Linked DNA regions of Mus musculus: region 1 is linked to region 2. The links are chromatin contacts, called in public promoter capture Hi-C maps. All regions are on one chromosome and are shown on one strand. The core of a region is the stretch at or near the end of the contact, and the rest is flanking DNA. Distances in the headings are between cores, read along the strand shown.

Region 1 (2,700 bases), core at 1-2,500, 230 kb after region 2:
AGGCAACTATAAAAAAGTATATAATAAGCACTAAGGACGAGAGTTCCAATAAAACTTTATCAACACTTACAATTGAAAAATCAGACAGCTAAAGAACATTCTTAGTTTCTGGTTCTTAAAATACGAATAGAAGGCTAGATGCAGCGGGTGGGCCATAGCTTACTGGCTGACATACTGAGGAATAGGTAAAACTAAATCATAAAATTCAGTATCACCTGGAATTGATTAATCATAATGATGGCAAGGCCGCTTCTGTTCTTCCTGGGAGACCAAGAATGAATTGTTTAACTTACCTTGTTTTTCTCATCTGTTAAATGGACTCCCTGTGGGTTATTTTGAACAATTATACAAGATGGGGAGGTTGCGCTGACAGAAGTCAAAAGCCGCCCTCTAGGGAAAAAATGTACAAGCAACCCTGCTTCCTGCTTCCCAAAATCTTCCAGAAACCTGTCTCCGACTACATTGACACCTACCCGATTTCTGTCTTCGACTGTCAATAGTCCCTTCTCGAAGCAAGTGTCCAAGACATCGTTAATCAGAAGTTTGTCCACCAAAGTGGGCTGGAGGAGGGTCAGCAAGTGGAGACACTCGTCATGGGCAGTCTCAGAGGAAGGAGAGGGCAGATCAGTGAGTGTGGGTTTGACATAGCGCGCGGCTAGGGGATTGCCACTGTGCTCTAGGGCCTCCACGAACATCTGCGTCCATCCCAGAGGCCATTGTCCCTGCTCCAAGGTGCTCAGCAGCAGTTCTGCCGCGCTGGTGTTACCACAGGTGTTGATCTTTTTAAGAATCTGCTCTTTGGTTTCTGCAGACAGAAAGATGAGGTGGTCCAGCACTGGCTCCACCTGAATGTACATTTTCAGCCTGGGCCTGAAGAATAAGATGAGATTCCTGAAGCTGTCCTCTGCAGAACAGACAATCGACATCGTGAGGTCTCAGGAAATGGGAGAGGAGTCTCCCGGGCGGGCGGGGCGGGCGGGAGGACGATCCTCAGGTGGCAGTGAATGTGTCCCCGCCTGAACTGCCTGAGAGCCGCAGGTACCAAGTAGCCTCCGAGCACCGGATCGATCGGTGGCACCCGGCAGGGGGCAGACGAGCCAGGACAGCGCTGCAACTGGTGGGCACAGACCCGGGACCGCTCTCGCTCTGCGGCCGCTGGGACGTTCACCCTCAGGGAGCTTTAAGTATTGCCTTCCACCCACAGATCGGTTTCTGTTTCGATTCTCTTCTCCAGACTTTCCTAACGTCAACTTCCGGGCCAGAGAATAAGTTTCGTGAGGGTGGAGGAGGCCTGTGGAAGCGGCGGGTTAGGTGAGGACTTTGGTCAAGAGCACCGTGAGAAAGTGAGAAACAGGAAAGGGAACGCGAATTCTTCCTTGTGTTGAGAAAGCAAGCGGTACTCTGCACTATTTTATTTAAGGATACTTTTGTCTTCACCGCTGGGTGCCGCTTAGAAGACTGTACTCACTTGTCAGTTAATAGGGAGAGGGCGAGGAAGGTCTTGGGGGAAAGGAAGAATTGCCCCTAAGCCTTGATGTGAAAATTGAGTTATTCTCATTTGTGGGGATCAAGGGGTGGGGGTGGGGGTGGGGCAGACAAAGAGAGGTTCCAGACCTCCAGGGGGCGTTTCTGCATCCATCCTACCATAAACTTCCCGCCCAGTGGGGTCCCAAAAACTAATTTGTTCCTCCAAGAACGGGGGCTTAAGTATGAAAAAGTGAACTACTCTCAACAGCTTTATTTTCTCATGCTTTGTTTGGCGGTGTAATATTTATTCAGCTTTGACCGGGGCCTGCCTAATGACAGATGCATGCTGACTTTAGCCACCAACTGAGTTTAGGAGGAAGCCAAGACTGAAGGCTTCCTAACTCCCAGTATGCAAGGTCCCTGTATTCTCTAGTAGACAACTCTCTTACAATAAAACAAAAACAAAACAACAATACAAAACCCTCAACAACTTATTTTTTATATAGCTGCCATTCTTTTCTTGGACTGATTACAACACGTTTTGGCTGAAGCATCTAGTAACTTAATTAGCAACTAATGCACTGCCTTGGAGTAAACATTACCATTTGTCTATGTCATGGGAGGGAGAAAAGAGGCGTTCAGAGTGAGAAATAAAGACAGCAGCTTTGTTTCAGTACAGAAAGAGCATAAAAGAGAGTCTGTAGGTTGCCGTCCCCCAAGCAGGCAACTAGACCACCAGCTATGGAGGAACATTAACACTTTGAAAAGAACTTCCTGGCCCAGAATCCTATGGAGAATAGAAGCTATCAGATAGTCACGTTTAGAAAAATTAATCTTTTAGAGGAGATATTCACTGAAATCTGGGGAGGCCAGGGAGGCCTGGGATTCTTTGAAAACAGTAGGAGAGCTGCAAGATTTTCATGAACCTCGTGACAGCGTTCAAAATAACCAGAGCAGCACTTTATGCCATGCCCTCCTGTTAGTCTCTAGTTACGATTACAAACCTGAGATCCACTCTAAACGATTGTAAGCTGCACTCTGTAAAACGTTTTAGGAGTACCAAGTCATGCTGATTCCTGCCTGGAATGGGCGTTCTGGGCTGAACACAGAGGCAGGACTTTGTCAAACACACAGGTGAAGTCGCCCAAGTGATTGGAAGCATACTTGGCCTTGCAGGCTTTCCCCTTCTGTTTCCTCATAAAACCCTAATATTTTGTTATTTAATTTATTTAA
Region 2 (2,700 bases), core at 38-2,537:
GATACTTTCCGTTGAATTTAATAAAAAGAAGCCGCGCCTCTTTCCCAGTGTCAGGAAGTGTGTATTTGTTATACACAACAAAACGAGGAAGCCTCAAGGCCTAAACACTGGAGCCCCCAGAAGCAGCAAATACATTTAGAGACACTTACCAGTCTCTTCAGCCATAACCCAGCACAGGGGTCAAGGCCCCCCAATAAACTGAGCTCGCTTTGAGAGCCGCCTGACCCCGTCTCCAACCACCCTCTCTTTTTAAGATGTTGCAAGGTTCTACCTTTGCTCAGCAGAACTATTGGCACGGTGATGATGGTGACAAGCGCAGCGACACCAAGCAGTCCCAGAAGAACCTTCCACGGTGTCTGCAAGCAGGTCAGATTGCAAACAATTAGAGGGGAAGTCTTTGTTCCTCTCTGCGAAGAGGGTTGGGACTTAGGCCCCTTCAGAGGCAGAGGAGTTTGCAGGTGCACTAGTAGACCTGAGGGGTTTGGCGTTCACTCAGGCAGAAGCCCTTGAATTTTGGCCCTGAGCATGATCTTATGATCTTGTTGGCTTCTCTCCTCCCACCCACCCGTCTGATGCCAAATGAGAGTGCCGCGTGCGTTCCACGGGTGACCGTCCCCGACTTCCAAGGCTCAGTGCCTGGGTCCCAGTAGGACACGCCAGAGATCTAAGCCAGTTCCCGGGACGGACGTGCCTTCACCTGTGAGGGTGGCCCCGTGGCTTCCGCCTAATGGCAGCTCCTGGTTGCCTCCAGGAAAACTGGGGCAGTTTGGAGAGAATCTGTCTAAACACCACCCACAACCCGACCCTCTGGTCCAGGGAGGTGCGACGCGGGGTGCACTCACCTTCATGGTCGGGCGGCTCCTTGAAACTGAACTCTGAAGCTTGAGCGCAGGCAGAAGTCACTGCGCGCAGAGACGGACGTCCTGCGCGGCTGCTCTGCACGCAGTCACCCTGAGCTCGCCGCCAAGTTTCGGCCTGAGTTAAACATTAGTTAGCGCAAGGCGGGCTTCGGTGCACAGTGTGAGCGCGGGGCAGCCGACCCAGCGCGGTAGGACCACTAGGCGAGCCAGGAAGTAGCACGCAGGGCCCCCATGAGTGAGGGATAAGGGGAACAGCGAACCCCCTTTGCTAAAAGAGACATTGCACATTGAGGTTTAACTGTTGCTCCCTTGCGTGGATAATCGAGGCAGCTGAGGTTCAAGCAGGCATGGAGTTTGGCAGATTCACGGCTCACTGCAGAAACTAGCTGCCAGTTCTCTTGTCCCCTTCCCTGAGAGGTCTGTCAGTCTGAGAGAAGGGGTTGGGTGTCCCATGTTATCTGGCTGGCAAAGAAAGAGAAAAGGTGATTGTTCCCTTTTGAATGACACTTCAGGTTGGATATCTGTATTAATCCTCCCTGGGGAATGTTCACTTGCTTTGCCGGAGTCCCTCCCCCCGCAAAAAAGTAACCCTACCGCTTCTTAAGTGGGAAGTTACTTTAAGCATTGTTCTACTCGATTACTGTGTTATTTTATAGGGAGGAAGATTATGCACAACAACATCAAGTCATTCCATGAACTCACTCAGCCACGATGCTATGGAGTTAATACTGAAGCCACTGGACCTTAGTCTTTCATGTCTCCACAATTTGAGGAAGTATATTTCTTTATAAATAGACTAAGGCGCATGCACATGCGCTTGCACACACACACACACACACACACACACACACACACACACACACACACACACACGTCCTCTTAATTATGTATCCCAAGTGTCTGTTTCTACCTCCCTCTCCTACACCTGAAGAAGTTGAGTCAAGACTCAGTGGAGCCTTGAGCCAGAGCTGAAGAGCGCAGTCTAAAAGACCTATAGCGAACAGTATCAGAAGGCTCATCACTGTCCATTGCTGTCAGCCATTCCGGCTCTCAACAAAAGTAATAACCACACCAGCCATGGCCTTAACCTGGAAGCCTGCACCAAGGGTCATTGGATGCATCTACAGAACGGATCATCTTGTTCTCTGGGATTAATTCTTCCTTGTATACACAGTTATTTTCCCACGCTCTGCACATTTTGCGAGTTTTCATTGTACCCGCCTTTTGATGGTGTTTTAAATAAATCCCTAATGAGTCGGCTAGTCAATATATTAGCTACCACTTGAGTTGGCATAGATGCTCTAACCAATCATTTCTGTCCCCACACAGAATGTTCTGTTCCTTAGGGAGAGTTCCTGAGCAGGGCTTTGATATAGCAGCTCCCCCACAGGAGCTGTCATCTTCCTTTGCTAAAGAATGATGCTTCACCTTCCACTGTTCTTTGGTTAGAGGGGACTCTCCATAAAGCCACTGAAAGTGTTGAGGGAGAGACATTACCACAGTGGGAGAAGGCACGGCAGAATCCAGGTTCTCTGAATCTGTGCCCATGTTTGCCTAGTGGGATCTGGTGAGGCTTGTCTCTTCCACAAACACATGCCATTTCCATCTTAAAGTCCAATGTGTTTGCGTCTGCCAACTTCATCATTTGATGATTAGGTTAAACTTTGTTCGTTGTAGAGAACTCATTTGGGTAGTTAGTTGATGATATCTCTTAAAGTGAATCTTCTAAACAAGAATATATATTTAAGGCTCTAACTCCCAGATCTTCTCATTTGGAGATAGGTCCCCCTGGATGTTAAGTTATGACTATTGAACCCAATGTGATTCCTATCATTATAAA

What was found. Capture Hi-C pulls out chosen DNA fragments and counts their contacts.
Region 1: a contact with region 2 is called in a promoter capture Hi-C map of liver. The contact joins the promoter of Ifih1 here to the promoter of Dpp4 in region 2. A contact is called at or near these places in 7 of 39 promoter capture datasets (the 3T3-L1 cell line, the HPC-7 cell line, hippocampal neurons and 3 more), 1 of 484 Hi-C or Micro-C datasets (B cells), 3 of 115 datasets of contacts at active chromatin or transcription factors (the SCID.adh cell line, effector CD8 T cells and memory CD8 T cells) and 2 of 9 other capture datasets (adipose tissue and liver).

The regions. Positions count from the first base shown.
Region 1 is chr2:62,645,005-62,647,704 of GRCm38.p6, forward strand. It overlaps Ifih1 (interferon induced with helicase C domain 1), which reads right to left and starts at 1,251. Exons shown (of 16, transcript NM_027835.3): 1 at 474-1,251. The coding sequence starts at 926.
Region 2 is chr2:62,410,944-62,413,643 of GRCm38.p6, forward strand. It overlaps Dpp4 (dipeptidylpeptidase 4), which reads right to left and starts at 1,288. Exons shown (of 26, transcript NM_010074.3): 1 at 843-1,288; 2 at 272-356. The coding sequence starts at 848.